Regions from separate parts of the Sus scrofa genome. Here region 1 is linked to region 2. A link is a contact called in public Hi-C data. All regions are on one chromosome and are shown on one strand. The core of a region is the stretch at or near the end of the contact, and the rest is flanking DNA. Distances in the headings are between cores, read along the strand shown. Region 1 has its middle 16 kb from the start of ACTG2. Region 2 overlaps TET3 (methylcytosine dioxygenase TET3).

Region 1 (6,142 bases), core at 2,819-5,318, 130 kb after region 2:
AGTTTTTAATGCTTCTTCTGAACGATGGACTCCAATCTCCAGTTTTATTTATTAATTGCATCTATTATTTATTATTTTATTCCTTGGACTTGGTTCTGTTTAGATAGAGCCAGAGTCTCGTTTATTCTTCTTGAATAAGGTCAACTTGTGCCTCCCCTAACACACATTAAAAGTCTATTTTTTTAAAATTGGTTATTCTACCTAAGTTCTATGCCAGCTCCTTAACACTTCATGCAAATCCAGGATTCTCAGATCAGCATTTGACACAAGGATAAGATGGTCTTTAAATTCCACCACATGAGTTCCCGTCATGGCTCAGTGGAAACGAATCTGACTAGTATCTATGAGGACACAGGTTTGATCCCTAGCCTCTCTCAGCAGGTTAAGGATCCAGCGTTGCTGTGAGCTGTGGTGTAGGCCGGCGGCTACAGCTCCGGTTCGACCCCTAGCCTGGGACCCTCCATATGCCAAGGTTTTGGCTCTAAAACAAACAAACAAACAAATGAAAAATTCCACCACAAGTCACTGCTATAAGGTTTGCCTACAGTGGAAAGAATAATATCATATTGTCTGCAATTTTTTTTTTTTTTGGTCTTTTTGCCATTTCTTGCGCCGCTCCCTCAGCATATGGAGGTTCCCAGGCTAGGGGTCTAATCGGAGCTGTAGCTGCCAGCCACAGACACAGCAACTCGGGATCCGAGCCGCGTCTGCAACCTACACTACAGCTCACGGCAACGCAGGATCGTTAACCCACTCAGCAAGGGCAGGGATCGAACCTGCAACCTCATGGTTCCTAGTCTGATTCGTTAACCACTGCGCCACGACGGGAACTCCTGTCTGCAAATTTTATTGACCTCTCCTCAGTCTGGCCCATGGACAAATTGATTCGGCACTGCTACTCTACCTCATGGGCTAGAATAGGGAGAACAACTTTCCTGAGGGCTGATCCAGACTGAGCTCTGACAGCAGTACTTTTCCACTCATTAAAAAAAAAAAATCTGATACTATCTTTGGATGAGTTCATCGCATAGCCGCTTGCTATTTTTTTTTTTAAATGTAGGAATTCTCTTCTACTCCACTGATATGGCTTTATTTTCCTGGACAAAAAAATGGTCTCTATATACAACAGACCCTATTAGCTAATTATGAAGAGAGAAGGGCTACAGATCAAAATCTCCAACATTAAAGTTATTACCTAAGTAGGTAGTTCCATGTTATCCCCAAGTTCATAAGTGAGGAGACAACCCCACTGTCCAAAATTTGATTCCCCAAATTTGCTGTACAGAAACACTTTGTCGTGGTTACTGCAAGTCCCTTTTCTGCTGTAAAGTGGGAATCGGTGTACCAAGTGGGCCACGGGCTCTCTTACTCCACCTTGGTGAGCTGCGTTAAAACGAAACAAAAACCCTTTGAAAGTCGAGAGCCTCAGATCTTACTTAGCCACCAATTAAGAATGGCAGCTAAACCCCAGGTCCTTGCCAAAGATTATAATTCCAAGTTCGCTGTCACTAAATATTTATTAAAACGGCACCAAAGAGAAAACTGGAGTTGTTTAAAATCCATGCAGTCCATCTGCATTCTCAGATATGACAAAATACGTCCCTAGGTTAAACCAGATTCACAGACAGCTGGGTATCTGAGCTGAACTATGCTGCCTAGCTCCACCCCACCCCCTTTCCAGTAGAATTACTACATATTGTGCTTCAGTGAGATGCGATCTTTTATATGGAAAAGCATAACCCTCTATGTGCTGTTTGGGTTTATTACACAAATGTTTATAATATCCACAACATCACACATCATGTGCCCTAGTTGTGGGGGGATGGTAAGTGGTCATGGTTTACTGTTTCGCTCTATAACTGGATCTGCTTTGCTGTATCCTTGTAGTCTATATTCCTTTGTCCCTACATTCAATTAACTTTCTCTTGGTAATATTTTACATATCCTGGAAAACCTTCCTACTAGGTATCCAGAGTCTAGCATGGGGCTTGGCACTTAGTAGCCACATAGTAAATATTTGTTGAAATAATTAAAAGTGAAATACAAAAAATTATAGAGTATAAATTAAGTACTAAAAGTGGAGTATAAATAAAGATGAAAACATTCACTTCTCCCTAACTTGGGTTCCCTCAGTATTCACTCATGGAGTTGGTGTTCATCCTGTGTACACTCATCAGTTATGAAGAAATTGCTCCTGTGCTCTTTCATGGGACTATAGTTTCTTTTTTCTTTTTATGGCCATATTTGTGGCATATGGAAGTTTCTGGGGCTAGGAGTCAAATTGGAGCTGTAGGTGCAGGCCTGTGCCACAGCCACAGCAACACTGGATCCAAGCTACATCCATGACTTACACCACAGCTTGCAGCAATCCCAGATCCTTAACCCACTGAGTGAGGCTAGGGATCAAACCCCTATCCTTACAAAGACTAAGTAGAGTTTTTAACCGCTGAACCACAATGGGAACTCCAAGTTGCTTTATATTACTCCATCATTTTCTCCCTGAAGACAGAGTTTACTTCCTCTGTATGTATTTTGAAGAATACGCTGCACAAGCAGGTGCTTAATAAATCCAAGTTAAATAAATGACCATGGCCTGGATGTGTGACCCACCTTTGGGGGAGTGAAAGTGTTACTACCCAACAGTCCACCTGCTATTATCTAAAGCCAATAGCATTGGTGTTTCCATTTATGTGTTATTAGCTTGCTTACTTTGGGTCACTGGCCACAGTGATGATGGCAGGCCCTACCTTTTTCTTCCAGGCACTTATTGTAGACATCTATTGCTTTTGCCTGCCCAGCATCCATTCTTCCCTTAATGCCATCATTTTTCTTTGCAGAATGAATGTTCCCTCACTCCCAGTGCATGTAGTTCAGATGGGGTATAGACACATAACCTAGGACGGGAAATCAGAGTTTTCCATCCCCTTGGCCACAGTGGTTGGCCCAAAGACGAAGGCATGACAAAGCCATGACCAAAGTCATGACCCAACGACTCAATGACAGGACTTGTTGGAACTCCTGGACCCAGAATTTCTCTTTTTCCTGCTGGACTTACCAAGACAGTAGGATATAAACCCAAAACTGTCAAAGCTACCATATTGGAAAAACCTAATTAAATGAAAAACCTAATTAAATGAGTACATAAGAGCCAAGAGAACAACACAGAATAAGTCTTGATGACCATAGGTATGGGATTCGGCTGTGTCTAAACACCAGTTTGAATTCAGTTTTCTGTCATTGCAATGAAAATAATTCAAACCAACACTGGGTTTTGTTCCCATTATATGGTCTCTTCCTAGGCCAAGGCCAAGGGCCATATCAAAGACCTGGTGCTTATAGAGTAACACTGGGACTGGGGACTAAAATACTTGTGTGAACTTACCCTGAGTCCACCATGGTTCAATTAAAAATAATTTAAAACTCCTATGCCATGGAAATGTATAGAATACCAAGCTGGGTGAAAGAAGTTCTAGACACAGATGTTTAAGCAGGGGGCAGGGATGTGAAGAACTGTTCAAGGAGGCAAAGGGATCAATGCTATAGATGGCGTCAACCATATCTTGATGGAATCGTGGTCTGGTATGACACTATTGGGTTTTTTTAAAAGGCAAAGGGAGATGAAGCGAGGAGACCAAGGGGTAGGGAAGCTAACTCTAGGCAATGACTGAGGAATATTAAGAACAGGCTTACTTCCTTTAGTCTAAGTTGATGGTTGCACTTTCTTCACCCATCAATAACCCATTACTGTTTGTCCAACACAAGTAGCATACTATATTTTCACTCAGGCCCAGGAAAATAATGGAAATAACCCCGGGCCACTGTAGGAGTTCTTTTTTGGAGGAGGCTGAGGTGGGCAAAAGAAATCCTTCACTAGGAACTGAGCACAGAGGAGATTTGCTAAGAAGCCCAGATGGATGCACAGGAGTTCTTCAGGCCATAGCCCAAAAGTCTCTCTTCTTTCGGTCAATTCTTTCTCGGCTTTCCACCCTCCAGGTTTTGTCCAAAGATCTCTGCTGGCCTTTGCAGCAAGGTTTATGTTGAATGGGTTCCAGTGGTGAGGTCACCCTCATGGAAGGTTTCCATATATGACATGCCTCTGCTGCTGTGCCCAAGAGCATTCCTAAGGCCCTTTCACTGATGCTGTCCAAGAATAAGGTCTTGGCTGGATTCCCACACTGAAGGGGCAGTAGAGCTTTGGTTTCTGAAAATAGTAGGCATTGTCCTGTCTCTCCAATTACAAAAGCAATACATGTTCTCTGTAGAATATTTGGAAAATTGAAAAAAAGCATAGAGGGGGGAAAAAGAAAGCCTTCATGCCATAATTCTATCACCTACAGAAAACCAATATTAACATTTTGGTGTATTTCTTTCTCATAGTTTTAATGAATACATATATCTATATATATTTTAAGAAGGCAGTATTGCATTGTGGTTGCGTGTGGGTTTGGAAGTCTGACACCACTCATTTGGAGTTCTGTGGCCTTCAGCAACTTCAGAAAAGAACTCCCACAGTGGCCCAGGATTATTTTTGTCTTTTTCCTGGGTCTGAGTGAGAATGTAGTATGTTTCCTGTGTTGAACAAATAGTAGTGGGTTATTAGTGGGTGAAAGAAGTGGAAATATCACCTAGACTAAAGGAAGTAAGACTATTCTTAGACACTCCTCTGTCACTCCCTGTAGTTAGCTTCCTTTTCTCCAGGGAGTCCTCTCTTCACCTCAGTTTGCCTTTAAAAAGCCAATAGCATCATATTGAAGCACAATTCTGTCAAGATAGGGTCCATGCCATCTACAGCATTGTCTTACCCCCTTGAACAGTAAAGTTTGCTAATTCTTCATCTAGTCCTCCACCAGTACACTAATAATTTATCATGTTACCCAATAACAAAATTTCCCCCAATAGTCTTCATCTTTCCATTTTTAAAAATGGTTATTCCACTTACTGAAGAATCATTTTTTGATGATTTTTAAGTTAAAAAAATGAAATTTTTGTAGACTTGTATTTAAATTTATGGGTTATTTAAAGAGGAATTAACATCTTTAAAGCATTGAGACTATTCCTCATGGAATATGGAACGTCCATCTTTCCATTTATTTTTTCCATATCCCTCTGCACAGCTTCGTGTTCTTTACATAAGTCCTGCATGTTTCCTATTAATTGTGTTCCACGATATTTTATCGTTTTTGGTTGCTAGGGTGAAAGAGAAATCATTTTCACCCGGCCACAACTAGCTATTGACTGTACTAGAAAGCTACTTTAGAAGTTTTATATATATCTTTTAATGGACAACTTTGCAGCTATTTCTTATTAGGCCTGTTTTTTGCTTGTTTGTTTGTTTGGTTTTTTTTTTTTTTTTTTTTTTTTTGGCTACCCCACGGCACATGGAATTCCCAGGCCAGGGATCAGATCTGAGCCACAGTTGCAACCTACGTTGTAGCCAGATCCTTTAATCCACAGGTTCAATCTGCCAGGCTGGAGATTGAACCTGTGTCCTGGTGCTGCAGAGACCTCCTATTGTACCACAGCCGGAATTCTAGGGGAGTTTTAAAAATAAAGGAGTTCCTGTCATGGCACATCAGAAATGAATCCAACTAGGAATGCTGAGGTTTGGGTTCCATCCCTGGCCTCGATCAGTGGGTTAAGGATCCGGTGTTGTGGTGAGCTGTGATGTAGGTCGCAGACATGGCTCAGATCCCGAGTTGCTGTGGCTGTGGTGTAGACTGGCAGCTGTAGCTCTGATTAGACTCCTAGCCTGGGAACCTCCATATGCTGTGGGTGTGGGCCTAAAAAGCCAAAAAAAAAAAAAAAAAAGAATAAATGCTACTTCTCATCTTCAAAAACTTATTATCTACTGAGTCTTGAGCCTTTTTTTTTTTAATCTATATTAGTGGATTTCTTTTATGGGGCCAACATTACCTTCTCAATAAATTTATCAAATGCATCATGGGCTTGAGGGTTGGGCAGACCTGGGCTGCCATCCTAGCCCACTACTTACTGGCTGGGAGGTCATGGACAAGTTCTAAACAGGGATGCACAACAAAGGCTGGCAGTTATGACATATTATTCCTTCACTATATTGCTGAATTTGTTAATGCTCTTATTTAGGAAATTTTTATCTGTATTGTTGAGATTGATGTCAAATGTA
Region 2 (6,432 bases), core at 3,147-5,646:
TATGGTTTTTGGCAATTCAGTCAAAGTCTGTTACTTCCAAGAATATTGTGAATATCAAATAACAATGATTCCTCTTAGTTTTCAGGACCTAGTACTGTACCTGGAACAAGGGAAATGCTCAGTAAATGTGGAAAGACAAAGGGAGGGAGAAACGAAGGTGAAGTGGATGGGGGTAGAGTCAGCTCTGGAGAGCATGATCATCTGTATTCTGTCTCAGCCAGCCATCCCCTATCCGCCCAAAAGCTTCCTAAACTAACCCATACGATTCCTCCTCGGAAGCTCCAGACAGGCTGGGAACAAGGGGGAGTCCTCAGCTGACTGCCAGATGTACAAGAGGAAACTAGGCCAAAAGCCCAAGAGGTCAGAGTGGGAAAGACCAGAGACCCAAAAGCTGAGCCAAACCAAGGCCCCTCCCCACACTCCCTACCCCCCCTCCCGGCCAGCCAAACCATTTGCTCCAGCCTCTGGGGCATGGGAGGGGACTTGGCAAGACCACAAAGACCATTTCTAGCAGAAAAGTCTATCTGCAGCTGGAGGGAGCCTGGTACCTGGGCCTCTCCTCAGCTAGCTCCAGCGAAGGGGCTACGGAGCCACCACAGCCCCCCTGTGGGCAGGCTCCAGGATCTGCACCATCTCGGGCTGGAAGCCTCTCTTTTGGGCTCACTCACCTAACTGCCCTGCAAAGTCTTCTCCCTCTCCCAAGACATTTGAAAATGGCTAGGGTCACCGGGAGGTGGAGCTGGGCTCTGGCACTCTAACCATAATAGTACATGTCATGCATGGGGAAACCCTCTCTCTCCATCCTCAATCTCAACTCTAAATCCACTTGGTTGGTTCCTTTCCCATTTTACCCTGACGTGCTCACTTGCTTCTACAAAACCCCAAGTTCACTACTGCTTATAATGTACCCCAGGGAGAAAAGGCTTCCCCCTGGCCTCTCACCAAGGGCTAGAGAGTGGGAAGAGCAGGCCAGAAGGAACTAGTAGGAGTGACCCACAGTGTGCAGAAGGTTGAGGATCACAGGTCCTTGACAAAGGACTATGTCTGCAATGGTCTGAAGGCAAGACAGAAGGCAGAGATCCTGAGCAGAGGCCCCAAATAGCTTCCAGACATCCTCAGCCAGTGGAGGCTTCCCCTGGGGCAGAGCGTGGGAGCAGCATGGGAGTCCGAGAGAGAGCGGGGCCGCCTGGTGTTCTCGGCACTGGGCACTCACTCCCGTCCAGGCTGCCAAGAAGGAGGTGCCACGGCACGTTCCTTAGGATATCACGGGTAGACATGTAATGTGCCAGATGGTAAAATGACCACCTGCGTTCAAACGCCACTCCACGCCTGTGCCAGGCACTACACACACTCCACCACAGGGATGGTTTGGAAACCCTGGCAGGACTCAGCACACAGGAGATGAGCACATTCCCAGTGGCTGCTGGACACCCTTCACTCAGGGAGCTTAGCCATCCTTTGATCCTGTCCTCATCCCTGGGAACAGCGACTGGGAGAGCCCCTTGTCCTGTGTCCCGGAGCCCTTTCCTGATCTGAACGAGCTCACACACCACACACATCTTCCTACACCACCACCTCCTCATGGAAGAGGATGGGAGAAAACTGCTCTTCTGGGCTCTGTGGGACACCACACTCCACTGGCCACCTAAGAAAATGACGGGAGGAAGGTGGCACCAGGAACAGGGGCTGCAGGTCCCAGTACTTGCTGGCAATGCCCAAGCTGGGCCAAGAGGAAGTTATGATTTTCCGACAGACAGCTCAGCAATAAAAACAAGCACAGGCACAACCTCAGAGCTTTAAAAACGCCGCCAGCTCAGCCCTCCGCCCCCCTCAAGGAGGCAGGAGGAGGAAGACATGTTTGAAGGGCATCCTCTGGTTTTTCAGGCAGCCCCGCTCCATACCCACAACACGACGATGGGTGGATATTAGGCTGGGAGCTGCCAGCGGGAGGGCAGGGCCAGCAGAATGCAGGCCGGGAGGAACGGAGAACACACTTGGAGAGAGCTGAAGAGAAGCCATCGCTAGGCAGGAGGGGGTGCTTTCCGGAGTAAACAAACCTGCCAGCAGTCCTTCCTCCCAGCAGAGAGGGAAGCTCTGGCTGACCAGGCCGGAGACACGGAGGAGGGAGGGAGCTGCCCTCTCCCTGAGCCCATCTGTCCTCAACTCCTTGTCCTGCTTTCCCCACGGTGGGGGGCAGATCAGGTGCGCTCCATGATCTCCGGGTCCGCAGCCCTCAACGGCACACAGGTGATCACAGCTCCCCCCTGTCAGTGGTGGGAGGCCAGAAGAGGAAGTGGAGGTGGAACCTGGGGATTCTGCTCTGGAGAAAGGGCGTGGAGTGAGCTCATAGCTCTCTCCCCACCCACGGCATCGCCAGTATCAACCGCCCTCTGCCTGCCTCAGGGGCCTCCCACAGTCTCGTCCCAGGTGGTCGCCCACTACTTCCAGACTCACCGAGGCGTCGCCCAGTTCAGGGGAGCTGGTGGCACCTGGCTCTTCTTCTCCTTCCCCCAGAAGCAAAAGCCTTGCCCTCCCCCAAGCACTTCCTTGCCTGAAGTTTCTTGGGAGGAGGCCAGGGAACCACCCTGGCTCCTGATCCACCCCGCAACCTCACACAGGAGCCCCCACCCCCTGAGGGGAAGCAGGGCCCCTCCCTGCCAGCGTCCCCGCCCAGGCAGTGAGGGTGGCACTTCCAGCACCCACAGTTTTCCCAGGAAGCCAGAGGAGGATTTCCAGGGAGAAAATCTAAGAGCATCTGGGGACATGAGCAGCTCGCCCACCTGCTACCTCAGCAACCAGATTCCCTCAGCTCCTCACAGGCTCCGGAAGCTGAAGGGGAAGACAGAGCTGAGGCAGCGGTAGGAATGGGCTCCCCCTCCTAGGAGAAGTCCCATCCAGTCCTGCCCTGCCCACCTGTCCCTACACTCCTTCCCCAGCCTCTCCGATCTTGAGAGGCAGTTACACGGAGCTGCCTCTTGCTCTGTTTTCTCCACCCTGGGCCAGCAGAGGATACTGCTGAGTAATCCCAAACTCACAGAGGATCCCCAGCCCTGAAAACAGAGCAATGCCCAAGAAAACCTACTGATCCTAGTCCTTGCCAACCTGGGAAAAACATCTGTGTTTCCTTGCAATGGCTTCTATTCCACAGACTCTGCCCTGCCCCAAATACCCCAGCCCTGTGGCCCTGGGACAACCACACGGAGAAGCTCAGTGCCCCTTTCTCCACTTTCCACGCACCTGGTAGGTGACATGCCCTTCCCAGGCCCCCAGACACCAGGCTGCACAGAGTAACAGCAGCCACCCGCCTGCAGGATTCCCAGTCATGATGTTGCATCAGCCCCCACCCTACCCAAAATATCCTCACCCCCACCACCTCCTCTCCAGCCATCTCCATGGTGACAGCAGCATGACTAATGACACCCTATCAGCTTCAGACTCAGGAGCGCAATTCCCCCTCTCCCTTATCCCCCCAACCCCCCCGGGGATTTCTGCAGATTGGATGCAAACCAACAGTGCCAGGGACATTCTCGAGAGATTTCCAGAGGCAAGGGTGGGGAGTGGGTTGCATGTCTTAAAAAAAAAAAAAAAAACCAGTTCAACAAACCCAGTCCCAACTGCACCCAAACCATCCAGCTGAGAAAGCAAAAAGAATCCAAACAAAACCCACACAGGCCTGAGAATTCATTGGCCGCCCACACCCCCGCCGCCCCTCCCCCTCAGCTGCTGCTACACACACAGTGGGAGATTAAGGGATCACCAGAGGAGACCCTTTATTTTTATCCAATCCAGTCAAACACTTCACCCCTACCACACACACACACACACACACACACACACACACACACACACACACAAGGTACCTTGACAGCTGCCCCTTGTCCCCACGGCCCGGCTCCTTCAGCAGCCTTTATTTCCACCTGCAAAAGAAGCCGGAGAGACTGATGAGCCAGGCTGACACCAGGAAAGCAGCAAAGTCCTTCTGCTGCACCCCCAGCGGCGCTGCAGGGGAAGCGGGAGAAGGGGAGGCAGGGGGCCTCGGAAAGAAAGGATAGCAGGGACCATCTTCCTGCCTCCAGCTGCCACCCAGACGCGCGGTGGATGGGCTCATTCGCCTTCCAGAGTGTTTTTGTTTTCATTTCTCCTTTTTCCATCCTCCCAAGATCCAGGAGGACTCTGCCCCTCCTCCTGCGTCCGGTCTGGCCTCGTCCCTCCCCGCCCTGCCCGCTCTACCTCGGCCGGCCTCCTCTGGTGCATCGGCCGGCGGGCCTCCCATTATCCCCGCCGGAGCGCACGGAGGGAGGCACTGCAGAGGCGGCGGCGGCCAGCTGCCGGCTTGGCTCCCCTCCCCGCCGCCGGCGAGGCTGGTGTGGAGGGGGCGGCGCGCTCGCCAGCCAATCCCTGCGGCCGGCCGAGCGGGGGCAGGGCCGCCGGGGGCTGGACCTGCCCAGTTGGGAGGCGGGGGCACCGCCAAGGGTGCCGCGGAGCCGTGCTGGCTGCGGCCCAGGCCCGCCACTCCCGGCAGGCAGGGGATCCCGGGACACCCCCGCCTCCTCCCGAGAGTCGGGGCCGAAGGTACTACCCAGAGGCATCCTCTGCATCTAGCGGGTCAAAGACAGACTGCGCCTGGGGTAGAGCTGATGTTGGCGGGATTCCCCGCCTCGGGCCACTCTCTAACCCTAGGACACCAGCAAACTGCCTCATCCTAGCAGCAACTAGGACAGTGCCAGGCGCTATGATAAGAGCAACGGCCCCTGCAATCTTCCAAGAAAGAAAAAAAAAAAAAAAAAAAAAGGCTTGGCAATATGAACCTTCACCCCGTTTTGCACATAAGGAAACAGGCAAGATAAGTGAAGTAACTTACCCAAGGTGACACAGCTAGAGCAGGGCAGCACGAGGACTTCAGCCAGGTCTGACTGGCTCTCAAGACCAGACTCTTAACCATTATGCAGTCCTACTCCGCCCCCCCTCTGACAGATTTCTTCCTGAAGCCCACACTGCCTGTGGCTCAAAGCCTCACCAAGTCAGAGGTGCCCTCCCTTGCACACAAACACCCACATGGCATCTTAGGATCACTCATCCCCGGTGCCTGAACAGACGCCACCCCCTCCATACAGCCTCACCACCACACTCAGTGTCTCCTCCTCTTTTAGAAAGGCCACGTGAGGTGATGCCCCCAGATCTCAGGGCTTCCCATTCCCTGGAGAGGCTGAGGAGGGGAGGCAGCGCCAGACCTCCAGTTCCCAGACTCTGAGCCTCTGGAGGCTGCAAGCCCCAGGAGACAGAAGGAGAAAGAACGGAAAAGGGAGGGGAAAGCCCTGCAATTCCTAGGCACCCCAGGGCACATCCTGCCTCACTCCATCCCCTCCCCATAGCTGAACGCCCCAGAGCCTCCGCCTTCCAGGAACGGGCCTTCCATGGGCTCTGGTACTCACACATCTGGTTCAGGTCCTGGTTCTCCTATCTAGCTGCAGGACCCGGGCAGTGGCACCTCGCTTCTTAGCCTACTTTTGTTCATCTGCAAAAGAGAACTACAAAAGCAGCTACCTCATCCACAGTTGTGAGGACTCCTAAAAAAATGAAACACAGTGCCCGCCAGTGTAGGCACTGCTAGTTACCACTCTTAACTACTGAGAGAGCTCACTGTGTGACTGTGTGCTACTTCTCATACTAGAGAAGAACTAGTTAGGATATGAAAGAGTTCATTTCAGTGACGCACTCTGCTACCAGCTTCACCGCACCTGCCCAATAACTCCCCCTCCCTGAAGCCCAAGGGGTACTCAGAATGGGGTGAGATGCCTTAGGAAAGACATCAAAGCTGGCCTCTGGTGAGGGGATTCCAGGAGGCACCAGGGCCCACACCTGCCCCACCCTGGGGACAAAGGGCAGCCCTACTTGGCGCCTCCCTAGGGCAGGGAGGAAGGCAGGTGACAGGGCAGGGCAAGGAGCATTGTCCTCAGCCACAGGCTTCTGTTCCCCTTAGCTCTGACCTTAGCCAGGCCAAGTGAAGTGCCTCCTTCATCTTGGACCCCCAAATCCCTGCCTCACCCACCCACCCCACACCAGTCTGCCACTGGATAAGAGCAACTAACGCTGCATGGATAGCAACAATCAATACTGTTGCTGCTGCGGCTGCCACAGTTTATCAAGCCCCTGCTACGTCCCAGGCACTGTGCCAACCATGCTGTGGGAGCATCTCATCCGACTTACTCCACACACAACCTTATGGGAAAACAGGCTTAGAGATGTTAAGTTACTTGCTCATCAACTCACAGCTGGTAAGTGGGGAGGTAGAATTCCAATGCGGGCCTTTCTCATTCCAGTTCTCTGGCCCTTCTCTCCTAGAGAACCCCAGGGAAATGCAAAGAAGGATGGTGTCCCTTGAACCAGACCACTTCCCTTTAAGCTGTGGCTCTGAGAATAGTAATATGTTCA

What was found. Hi-C and Micro-C count contacts between places; a contact is called where the count stands out from the background.
Region 1: a Hi-C map of embryonic fibroblasts shows a contact between it and region 2, with 2.7 times the contacts expected there. A contact is called at or near these places in 1 of 47 Hi-C or Micro-C datasets (embryonic fibroblasts) and 1 of 2 datasets of targeted methods (alveolar macrophages).

Annotation. Positions count from the first base shown.
Region 1 is chr3:69,134,288-69,140,429 of Sscrofa11.1, forward strand. No RefSeq gene overlaps it. Among named protein-coding and RNA genes, the nearest start is that of ACTG2, 16 kb to the left of the region's middle.
Region 2 is chr3:69,000,570-69,007,001 of Sscrofa11.1, forward strand. TET3 (methylcytosine dioxygenase TET3) reads right to left here. Exons shown (of 12, transcript XM_021087365.1): 2 at 3,861-3,917. Among named protein-coding and RNA genes, the nearest start is that of TET3, 17 kb to the right of the region's middle.